Regions from separate parts of the Mus musculus genome. Here region 2 is linked to region 1. A link is a contact called in public HiChIP or PLAC-seq data. All regions are on one chromosome and are shown on one strand. Each heading gives the region's core, a stretch centred on a gene start, on an enhancer-like site or on the middle of the called end of the contact. The rest is flanking DNA. Distances are from core to core; before and after follow the strand shown.

Evidence for each region. HiChIP or PLAC-seq counts read pairs in DNA pulled down with a chosen protein or histone mark.
Region 2: a contact with region 1 is called in an H3K27ac HiChIP or PLAC-seq map of heart atrium, with 6 times the contacts expected there. The contact joins two enhancer-like sites. A contact is called at or near these places in 1 of 15 datasets of contacts at CTCF or cohesin (the NIH/3T3 cell line), 2 of 484 Hi-C or Micro-C datasets (embryonic fibroblasts and nephron progenitors), 3 of 115 datasets of contacts at active chromatin or transcription factors (astrocytes, embryonic basal ganglia and heart atrium) and 2 of 9 other capture datasets (adipose tissue and liver).

Annotation. Positions count from the first base shown.
Region 1 is chr1:182,984,708-182,990,488 of GRCm38.p6, forward strand. No RefSeq gene overlaps it. Among named protein-coding and RNA genes, the nearest start is that of Tlr5, 33 kb to the left of the region's middle. Within about 2 kb of position 1,899, at least 24 of the 459 cell types and tissues checked have an H3K27ac peak or open chromatin away from gene starts, as enhancers often do. A contact at or near this core is called in adipose tissue and heart atrium, where this site is marked.
Region 2 is chr1:183,154,264-183,160,094 of GRCm38.p6, forward strand. All of the region lies in intron 3 of Disp1 (dispatched RND transporter family member 1), which reads right to left. Among named protein-coding and RNA genes, the nearest start is that of Disp1, 64 kb to the right of the region's middle. Within about 2 kb of position 1,533, at least 65 of the 459 cell types and tissues checked have an H3K27ac peak or open chromatin away from gene starts, as enhancers often do. A contact at or near this core is called in adipose tissue and heart atrium, where this site is marked.

The DNA.
Region 1 (5,781 bases), core at 649-3,148:
GGATGGTGGGTAAATGGATGAGTAGGTAGATGGATGGAGTGGTAGATTGGATGGATGGATGGATGGATGGATGGATGGATGGATGGATGGATGGATGGTGGATAGATGGGTGAAGTGGGTGGGTGGGTAGATGGATGGATGGGTGGCTGTGTGGATGGACGGATGGATGGATGGATGGTGGATGGATGGATGGATGGATGGTGGATAGATGGGTGAGGTGGGTGGGTGGGTAGATGGATGGATGGATGTGTGGATGGATGGGTGGGTAGATGGATGGATGGATGGATGGATGGATGGATGGATGGGTGTGTGGATGGATGGGTGGGTGGATGGATGGATGGATGGATGGGTGGGTGGGTGGGTGGGTGGATGGATGGATGGATGGGTGGATGGATGGGTAGATGATGGGTAGGTGGATGGATGGATGGATGGATGGGTGGATGGGTGGATGGGTGGATGATGGGTAGGTGGATGGGTGGCTGTGTGGATGGACGGATGGATGGATGGATGGATGGATGGGTGGATGGGTGGATGATGGGTAGGTGGATGGATGGACAGATGGATGGATGGATGTGTGGATGGATGGGTGGGTGGATGGATGGGTGAGTGGATGATGGGTAGGTGGATGGTCATTGCCAAGTACAGCATGGAAATCCCATAAGGGAAGGCCAGGGAAATGTCCTACCGACCTTAGCTATGGGGATGTCACTGGTCAACTCAGAGCAATGAGAGAAACTGTGTGCAGTGTGAGAGTGGGCAACAGATGTAGCCAGAAGGGCAGACGATCTCCCCACAGCAAGCAGTTTTGACTGTAGGTCAAGTGATATTGGAGGCTTAGGAGGGAGATTTGAGTGAAGAGGTGGTTTGGGGTCTGAGATAAAAGCATGTTAAGATGGCCAAGTAGAGTGGAGAGGGCTGAGGGGTCAGGAGACAGAGGAGGTCCTTGGTCAGGAGTAGATAAGAAAACGGGTGTAGTTGGAAGGAGCCCGGCCCTAATCCAGGAGGGAGCTAAGGGAACCTCACACGAATGTCAGGCCCATGTCCATAGACAAGGTCATATGGATTATTTCTAACTTGAAACAAAAGCAAAGACACAAGTCTTCCCAGAGCTGACCACTGCCTCACTGCTGAGAAACACATCTATGCTGTTTGCTATAGCGCTCTAACCCATGTTTCTTCCAGCACAGAGCAGACGCCTGCGCCTGAGCAAAAGCACATTTTATGTGTTGCCTCACGCTTTACGATACTGGAGATTGAGTGTAGCATCTCTTTCACGCCAGACAAGCACTCTAACCTTGAGCTACAACCCAGCTTCTCTTTAAAAAGCCTGTTGAGCTAGCATCTCCTCAAACTGCCCAGGCTGGCCTTGAACTCACAACTCTCCCGCCTCAGCTTCCCTGTTTGCTGGCTTTACAGACCTGAGTTTCATTTGTTTTTAATAAACTTTCTCCATCAGCTACGTGTGTGTGTGTGTGTGTGTGTGTGTGTGTGTGTGTGTGTGTGTGTGTGACACGTATAAAAGTCCATCTTGTTTATAGTTTCAGTTGGGAAAATTAAATCCTCCAGATCTGTAATGGAAAGAAACGGTCACTTATTGTAAGAACCCTCTGAGGAGGGGAACAGCCCGTGGATCACACGTCCATGTGTTTATCAGGCAGCGACGTAATTGACATTACAGAGAATGCTCTGGAATTCGTTCTCCCCCGGCTCCCTCCTCATTAATTGCACTTGACTTCTTTGGAAAGAAATTTTTCCTTGAAGTGTTCCATCGTCTGACTCAGGCTTGGAGCGACTCTTTGGGGTGAGGGAAAAAACTAAGCTAAAATTGCTTCAACGGTCTCTGACTGATGGGATGTTGGAAAACACATGCACACGCCCCTTCCTCCCCAATTTTAAAGAGAAGGAAGAAGAAACGCGGATCTATTTTTACACCCACGTTAAGTCACCAGCCGTGGAGCTATAAACCCCAAACTTGGCGAGGCTGGAGCTGACATCTTTGAAGAGGTAAACCCAGCTGGCTGGAAAGAAAATGGCCACAGCCATTACAAAAGTTGAAAAACCCTACATCCGAGCCTACAGAGAGAAAGCTTTCCTACCCAGAACTTGAGCAAAGCTCCTTAGAGGAGCCAGGCTCAGAAGCTTCAGGGGTGTTGCCAGATAGATGCTGGTTCCGTCCATCAAAAACAACCCAGGAGAAGCCGGAAGCGAGGCAACTCTTAGGCGGTTACAGCCAGAATGGAAAAGCACACACTCCCACGCCTGCCTGCGCATTAAAGACCCAGGCTCCTACTGGAGCATGGACTCTGGAAACAATAGCGGGTGATGTTTCTGGGCCCACAGACATTTTACATCAGCATTTGAAGGCACGCACAGTGCAACCCCAGTCTGACTTATGGGAGGCGTGGGTGGCAAACCCAAGGAAAGAATGAAAGGGCCGGGGGATTTAATTCCCCAAATGTACCCAGAAGCTCTAACAGCACAGATCTCTCCTTTAACACCTCGGATATAATCAAGGACAAACTCTGATGTCGGTCCTGACAAGAAAAAGATGGACTTGACCAGATTAATCTGCAATGTGTCTGCCCTACTCCGTACGCAACACAAGAGATCTCGCGCATATGTGAGTTTAGGGTGTGATAGCCCCAGAGGAAAGAACGCACCAGAAAGTCCGTAAAATATGGGTGCTGAGATCAGTGGCCCCAAGTAACCACTGTTGGAGCTGGTCGCCTCTCCAGCACTCAGTTTCTTCTTGCCAGGGCTGTTGTGATGCCTATTGTAAAGTATGTGCTTAGTCAGTGGGAGAGCTGCACGTAGCCAGACTACTCGGGTCTCAGTTTTCTAGTGTGTAAAATGGGGATGAGAGCTGGGAGCGGACCTCAGTTGGTAGGGTGCTTGCCTAGCATACGGGAACCCCTAGGTTTGATCCCAGCACCACATAAACCATGTATGATGGCCCGTATCTATAATCCCAGTCCACAGGAAATGGAGGCCAGTTCAAGGTCACTCTTGGCTATATAGCAAGTTCAAGGGCAGCCTGTGCTATGTGAGACTCTGTCTTGGCGTTTTGAGAGAGGGAGGGGGGAGCGGAAGGAGAGGGGGAGGGAGATAGAGAGCACGAGGTTCCAGGCATTCTTTTCCAGGACCTTTCTTTCCCAGCACGAGTGATCAACTAATAAATACACAACAGAGTTTGTAAACTGTGAAGTAACAGGAAAAATATTGGTTTGCTTCGTGAATATGTAGAACATAGTATCCCCGACTTCGTGAGTACGTGTTGTGTTGGTTGCTAGCCAATGGCGCATGCGCACTGAGATCGGGTTGTCTCCAAATCATAGCAGGGCTCTTACCCTGTGGGTAGAACACGAGCGCTGACAAAGATTCTCGCTTCTTCTCCAGCCACCGGACCCTGTACTCCATGGGGACAAGCTCTGGGTTCCCTCTCTGCCTTGTAGAATCCAGTCTGTGCAACATCTTGTTACATCAGCTTGGAGCTCTCCCCCAGTCCCTGCTTGAGACTCCTTCTGTTGAAGCTCATTTTCAGCAAGAATCCTACCCAGTCATTCTGACAGACTCTCCTCAAGCTGATGAGCCCTGATTATAGCATCCCATTCACTGACAGCTCCCTGCTCTGAGCCGTAAACCCCACTTCTCCTTGTTGGAGTCCCTGAAAGCTTCGTCCCTTACCTGACATGATGACGGTCCCCAAGGAATACAGACTGTCCCATCCTAAACAAGGATCACAAGCCACTCTATCCTTTAACCAAACACCAAGAGTCACAGAGCCCTCTCAGGCCATTGCTACCGGCAGCAACAAACCTCCTGTAACACGGGAAATAACAGTGTCATTACGGGGTTTTGAGCCCACGGCTGACATCTCTTTCTTGGTATCCAGGAACTCACACAACTTGGTTCCTGGAACAGGCTCAAACAGGGTTCTTCTCTATCTGCCCCCACCCCCAATTGCCCTTCCCTGCTTGGAAAGTTTCTCTGCTCCCAGCCCTCTCCCTGGTGCCTCCACCCTGACATGGCCCCTCTCCAGCCCCACACTCCCAACCTTTCAAAGCTTCCCCTCTTCTGAAGGGACCATTTGTCTCCCAGCAAGGTGCTGGCTCCAAGGCTGTGTCATAGGATCTAGATTAGGGACTCACTGTTGTCCAAAATGTCGCCATCCATCTCAGGCACCATGTGGTCAGGCGTTGCTATCATCTGCCTTGAGCAGGATTTATTATGTGGGAAGAGACTCTCCAGCAAAGTCCATCTTTGGTGTCTGAACAGCCCCTCCATATTTAATAGCCTGGCTGAGATCAGACCGTGGGGCCCAGTGTTTCAATCCTTTCCAAGGGCCTGGATCAAAAAGGACATTTGGAACCTCCTAGTAACTTCCAGATCCTCAGGGGTGTGGCCAGTGTTTCGGGGGAGGATGGGATGTGAAGGGTCTTAGAGAGGAGCCTCTCCAAAGTTGGGGGGAAAATGTCCGTGAGTTCTTCCTACTTCTTACGCTCTGGCCACTCAGCTCATGTTTGGGGCGGGGGTCACTCAGCCAGTGTTTAAAGGGTGGAAGGAGGTAAGGAGGGACTGGGAAGCTACCATTTGGCTCTGAACTATCCCCTCAATCCCTTGTGCAGTGGCCAGACATGGTGCTACACACTTTTAATTAGCACCTGGGAGGCAGGCACAGATTCCTAAGAGTTCAAAGGTCAGCAAGTTCTAGATCAACAAGGGCTACTTAGTAGAACCCTTTCTCAAAACAAACACAAGCCCCATGGCAGTGGTGGCGCACGCCTTTAATCCCAGCACTTGGGAGGCAGAGGCAGGCGGATTTCTGAGTTTCAAGCCAGCCTGGTCTACAGAGTGAGTTCCAGGACAGCCAGGTCTACACAGCAAAAGCCTATGTGTTGAAGGCTTGGCCAAAAGCCCATGGTGATACTAAAAGCTGATGGAACCTCTGGAGGTGGGGGTAGCAAGGGGAAGTTAAGCCATTGAGGAACACCCCTGTGGTGGGGTGGGGGGTTGAAGACACTTAGTTCTTCACCCCTGTTCTCTGGATTTTTTTGTTTTGTTGTTGCTGTTTTGCTTTGTTTTGTTTTGTTTTGTTTTTGTCACATGCTGCCACCACTTTGTAGCCTAAAGCAACAGGCAAAGGTAAGCAAGGACTGAGACCATGGAGACAGTGCAAGGAAACAAACCTTTCCTCTTTATAACTTGGTACTCAAGTATTTAGTCACAGTGGCAGGGCTCTGACTACTACAGTTTCCAACACTGAGCTAAGGCTGTCATGAAGGCACGACCTTCCTGCTGTCTCAGCTCACAGGCGCGCTCTGAGTGGTGTGTGCTGTGTATACAGAGCACTGTGGGTGTGTGGGGTTAGCGGGGAAGACACTAAGTCTCACGTTTGCCCGGTGTTGGGCACACTGGCAAGCACTAGCTAGGGAGGTGAGCTGGCCATGGAGCAGTTAAGAAGCCACAGAAAATGGTGACAGAAACCGTTTACTTCACGTTTGTCAGAACAGTGCATGGAAGAGGGACCATAAGCTAGCCCTGGAGGGGCGAGCAGACATTACATCAGTGGCTCCCCTGCAGCCCCTCAGCAGTACCCACTCTCGCCCCTGAACTATCCTGCATGCCTTCATGTGGTTTCTGCACACACACCTGACTATAGTCAGGGATGAGCAAGGGATAGCACGAGCTGTCTTTCCAGGAAGACAAAGGATGTTTCCTGGAACCCTGCATCACAGGACCCCAGGCTTCACCTCTGTAGAACCAGGGGTGACAGCAGTGTTC
Region 2 (5,831 bases), core at 283-2,782, 170 kb after region 1:
AAGGGAGTAAGGGTTTTATTTATGTCAGAATTAAAGATTATGAAAAAACACAAGATATCCTGGAAGGGCAGTGTTGTCAGACTTAAAATTCGGGCTTGGCTGAAAGCAAACATTGATGTAAATGGACTGCACTGGCAACCAGGCTTGGACCCTGGACAGTTCAAAGGGCCCTGAATCCTTAAGGGCATGGCAGAGTCCACTCAGCAGAGCCACTTAAAACCCTGAAATGGTGTGAGTCTGCTGGCTCACACTGCTGGCCTGTCTCCCCGTCTCCCTAGTTACTCAGAGGACTAAGGCAGCAGGATCAGTGAAGTTCAGGAATTCAAAACTACTTTGTGTAAGAAAGCAATACCCCACCCCCATCTCAAAAAGAAAAACAAAATCACAATATGGAAACAAAAACCATCTCGATGTGCCATCCACCGCAGGGAAGCAGCTGTGGCCTCAGTCACTGGAAGTGACTCCATACTGAAACCCTCAGCAGGGCCTAGCTGCCTACAGTCACTCACAGTGGCAGAATTATGTTTCTCCTGAGGAGCCAGCAGTGACAGCTCCAGCTCCAGCGTTGGGAAGTGTGACTGTGACAAGGTGCTGTCCCAACCCCGCTGGGGTAACTTACCAAAGTCTGGGGCCAGGCAGAGCCTGCAGAAGGCATCTCAACCACTTCAGGAGAGAAAACAGGGCTCCTTGTTAACACATTCAGGTCCTACTCACATAACCTAGTTGGCAGTTCTAATGCCAGTGTGGGAGGAAACTCTTTCATGCGTGTAAACTCCTCAGTTACAAAACTCACACCTTAATCTTACCATGAAAATGGCCTGACATGCAGAGCAAAGCATTGGTTTAGGCACTGAATTGGTGAAGAAATGACAAAGAAGAGAGGCACCCAGACACTTTGAGTACAAAGCATAACAACAAAAACCAAGCTTACACCATTTTTAAGCTGTGTGGGCGGGTGGATGGGGTGTAGAAAACAATGTGTGGGAGTCAGTTCTCCTTCAACTATGGGGTCCTGGAGATCAAACTCGGGTATCAGGCTTGCTAGCAAGCACCTTATCTGCAGAGCATTCTCTTCAGTCCTTACACAGTTACTCATCTCGAGAAAAGTACTGCATTTCCTAGGTAGGGCACTGCATTGAAGTTCCAAGTTAAGTTGTCAACAGGGTACTGCCAAGATGACTTTTGCCTTAAAACAAAACAGCAATTCATCCAGAAGAAAGATTCATACTACAATATTAGTATTAGTACTCGTACTTTGCAAAGGCCTGTCATTGCCAGTACCTTACACAACAGGGAAATAAAGGATATAAAAATAGCTCTGAGGAGCCACAGAAATGAAGCTAGCAAGCTCTGCTTTGTTCCTAAGTTAAGGCGTGAGCTTTGTCGAGCTGCTAGTTAGTTATCTCAGTTGCTCTGCTGGTTAGTTACCTCAGTGTCCAAGGCTCCCTACGAGCTCCACTTAGTGGTCTACAGTCTCATTCCCTCAGGATGCCTCAGCGAGGAACATGATGCACCCCCCTCCCACCCCTGTGGGACCTTAGGCAATGTAATCCTCCCTCCTTCCTCTGCCAAGTGTGATGCCTTGGAATTCACATCCACACCCTGCTGGCTTTGCTGGGAGTCAGACCAGCACCAAGAATCAGGCTCAGACCTTTCCTATGGAGAAGTGCAAGCCTCAAACTTCTTACGTAGAATTAAAACACACTTCTTACTTTCACTGAAGAATTTTAACTTTGGAGGTCATCAAGATGGCTTAACAAGCCAGAAGGCCCAGCTTGGACCTCTGAAACTCCAGGAAGAAGGAGAGAAAAAGTTACTGAAAGCCCCTCAGACCTACACATACTCTGGATGTACATGTATAGACACATGCACTATGCACACACACACGCACACATGCACACACACACTGGATATGTACAAAAATGCAGACAACACATGCAGATACAAAAACATGCAAATACACACACACACACACACACACACTAACTAGTACATGGTACATATACAAATGCAGACACACACATTCACAGACAACAAATCTTTTAAAAAAATTAGAGAATTGTTAAGTATTGGAAGTAATTGTCTTTCTGTGTTAGCTGTTCATCATTTTAACAATACATGGGATGATTTAATCAATGGCATTAGCTTCCTGTCCTTTTAACAAATACCTGAGAAACCAAGCAGAGACCAAGAATACAGAGAGAATGGACTTATTTGGCAAGGGTTTCAAGGTTCGATAGGTCAACTGGTCCCACTGCTTTTGGGCCTGTGGTTAAACACAAAATCACTCACCCTATGGCTAGGGAGTAAAAGAAAGGAAAGGGCCTAGATCCCTTTTTAGGATTCCCCTTAGTTCAGAATGAACTATGAACCTGCCACTAGAATCCACTCTTAAAGTTCTACTTCCTCTCATTGGCCAAGCTAAAGACATCTATAGTCACTGTAGACAACTGGGAAAACCAACTTAGAAGCAGCACCCAAGATAACTGGAGCTTTCTCAGGGGTGAATGAATGAACTCAGTCTTTGTTACTATGTTCTTAATGACTTTGTGTCTCTTGAGACTGTTAAAAAATTGAGTTTTATAGGGCTGCTCATCACATTTCTAGATCTGAGCTGACTGGTCCCACAGTGACAAATGAGTGCCTTTTCCTTTTTTTAATTAAAGAAAAATTTTGTATGCATGCACATGTATGTGTGTGCATATATGTATGTATGTGTGTATGTATATGTATGGTGCATGATGTATGTATGTGTGTATAAACACACCAGGACATGCACACTGCAGGAGTGAGAGAACAACCTGCAGGAATCAACCTGCAGGAGACTTTCACTATGTGGAGCTTGGGGATTGAACTGGGATCGTGACTTAGTGACAAGCACCTCTACCCACTGTGCCATCTAGTCAGCCTGCCTATGCCCTTTCCAAGAGAGTGAGTGAGTGAAAGAAAGTCACAGCGCACTGAAACAGGAAGTAGGCCCATCCCAGGGTCTGTGTCGTCCTCTTTCTGAAGCAGATATGCTAGAGAAAGCAAATGTTCCACTAACAATAACGTACAGATTTTACAGGTCATAGGAATGGTTTTTCAAAAGGGTAAAATTAACATCTCTTTGGTATGTTTTAAAAGCATATAGTCATATATATGTTTATTTCTGGATTCTGGAAGTTGAAAAGTTCACCTGAGCATTTACACAAGTCTGCCTAAAAGTTTTTAGTTTTTAAAAGTTCCTTCTGAAAACTTACATCTTAAACCTGTTTAGAAAGGTTCTTTGGAGCAACTCCCGTCTATGTTGTCTGGAAGTCAGCAGTTCAGTTCACAGGTCAGCAGCGGCAGCTCCATCCACTCACAAACACTTTACGGATATACCAGAAGTACAGTTCAGGAGGCATGTCAGGAGAAGCTTTCTTCTGTGCCTCTCTCAGTGAAACAAAGATCAGAGAAAATGCGAGACCAACAGCATTGCACAGCTAGCTCTATAAGCAAGCCTAGCTCAGCCTCCATCACTGTCCATCGAGTTCTATTTATAACCTCCAAGCATCACACATCCTCCATGTGCCTTGCCTCAGCATGTGTGTCTGTCTCAGCTGATGTCACTCTGCCAATCAGCCAGAGTCTGAGGAAGCGTCAAGAAACTACAGCACAGCACCAGAAGTTCTTTTGGTGGGTTTCTCCTGGAGTCCGGACAAATGCAGCTCAACTATGCAACGTAAGGCGGACCAATACATGTGTGTTGTTAGCAGAGACTCCTTCACCACCTGTCCTTACACGCGCTTGCTTTAGCAGAACACCCTTTCTCCTGTGTCTGCTGCAGCAAACTGTTTCTTCACAAATCTGCCTCAGTCTTGTCTGCCTCAGCCTTTCATCTGTGAGCACTTCAGGACAACACTGTTTCCTGTGTTTGCCCCAGCAATACACCATCCAACACAACTGACTTCCCAAAGAACCCAAAGTTTCCATTTCACTCAGTTGCTAACACTACTGTGCTAAGTGCTATAAGAAGACAAAGGCAAACCCAAACTAACCTTAACTGCAAACATACGGTGGTTTGCACCCGATTTAGCAATTAAATTGTTTACACAAGAAAAATGGAGGAGTCGTCACCCACCACCAAAAATCACACTGACTTTTGCAAGAGTGGAAATGGGCATGTAGTGAATCTACTTTTTGGAGTCTTCTCAAGGTGCAGTATCCACTTTGGAGTGTTGAAGAGTTAACGGTCTAACAAAGATGCCACATTTATGCTGCACAGATCTGTTATGTCAGATACTGTAGACTTTAGAAAAGCCATCGCTTTAATTATAAGTCACTGCTTAATAATCTCTCCAGGTACAAAGAAAGTGAAGCACCTGAGAGCAAAGTAAGAGTGAGGCCTCCAGTCCTGCTGTCTGCGGGGCTGGGTAAGGTGCATGTACACGAGTCCTGGTGTCTGCGGGGCTGTGTACAGTGCACGTACATGCAAGCGTCCAAAAGCTGCACAAGATAAAAGTGCCCACAGCCTGTTTCCACAAGTGACTGGATGGTGACATGTAGGCAATGGGAACATTTTACCCACCTTTTGAATCAGATCGTTTTTTAAATTCCCAAGTTATGTGAATATATTCTACATCTGTACCTTCATTAGTGCTTAGTTTTAAATACTTATTTATATCCTAGTACCAGTATGAATGTAATCACACAAGTTATCTAAAACTAACAGTCCCACGGATTAAACGAAATTTATTCATGATAAAAGAAGCTTTCATACACAGCAAACTAATTCAATTCTATAAGTCTAGTAAAGTGCACCAGAAGAGCCTTGTAAAATGCAGTGAAGTTTAATGGACACTCAATTTAGTAGTAACACAGAAATTCTAGTATAGAGACAATGAAAGCATAAATCGCAAATATGAAGGAGTCGCAACAAGAAGTGTAAATGTTCTCAGAAATTGTCCAACATATACTCATGACTAAACATCGTTCAGGGAGAGGACAGCGAGTGGTGCTGAGGAGAACACAGCCAGCCTCTCACGCTGGTCTTTAATTAGCCATTTCCAGGGCAGAGCGGACGGCTGTGTGGCAATGAGGCTCGTTCCATGACTCTGTGACTGTGCTCTGTGTAACTGACATCACTGCACAGCTGTGCAGACAAATCTACTGTGACACTCTCCTGGCCACATGGGCATTCCCAGTCCAAGCATCACTCACATGCTCTTCAGACCATTGTGGTTTAGAACTCAGATTTAAGGAAACAAAAAGCTTTTAAGTTATTTAACTATTTGTAAAATAAAATGTTAACCTGACAAAACACCTACTGTCTCACGACCCAGTCTACTCTTGTTTTTAAGTTACAACTTGTTTTAAAATGAAGTATGGTAACTCTTTTAATTTTAAATATAGCAGTAATAAAATCTCCATCAAAATAGTCAATATCATTAGTCTAAAATTATTTGACTTGCATTTACCAGCACCCACACTTAACAGCATGAGAATTTTGATTCTCTAGTGACAACATACAGTAGAAATAGGTAAAATGCTCCAATAATATAATTAAAGGAAGAGAAATCACTTTGTTGGTTAAGACAGGGTCCCTGTAAAAGTTCAAGATAAAGAAACCCCCTAGGCCTTCTAGGCTTCCAAAGGCTTCTGGATTTTATTAATAATCACATTGAAAGGAGCAACCTCAGAAGTAAGCTTTGTGCGACTTTGAGCACTGTAAATGCTAGCATGTTCAAGAAATAGAAGAAGTCACCAGCAGTAATATGTGAGGAGTATCCTTAGTGCTCTGTGACCAGTGGCTTGGTAACGCTTCCCAGGCTGTCCCAGGCTGAAAGGGACTTGAAAGCTGAGCCTTA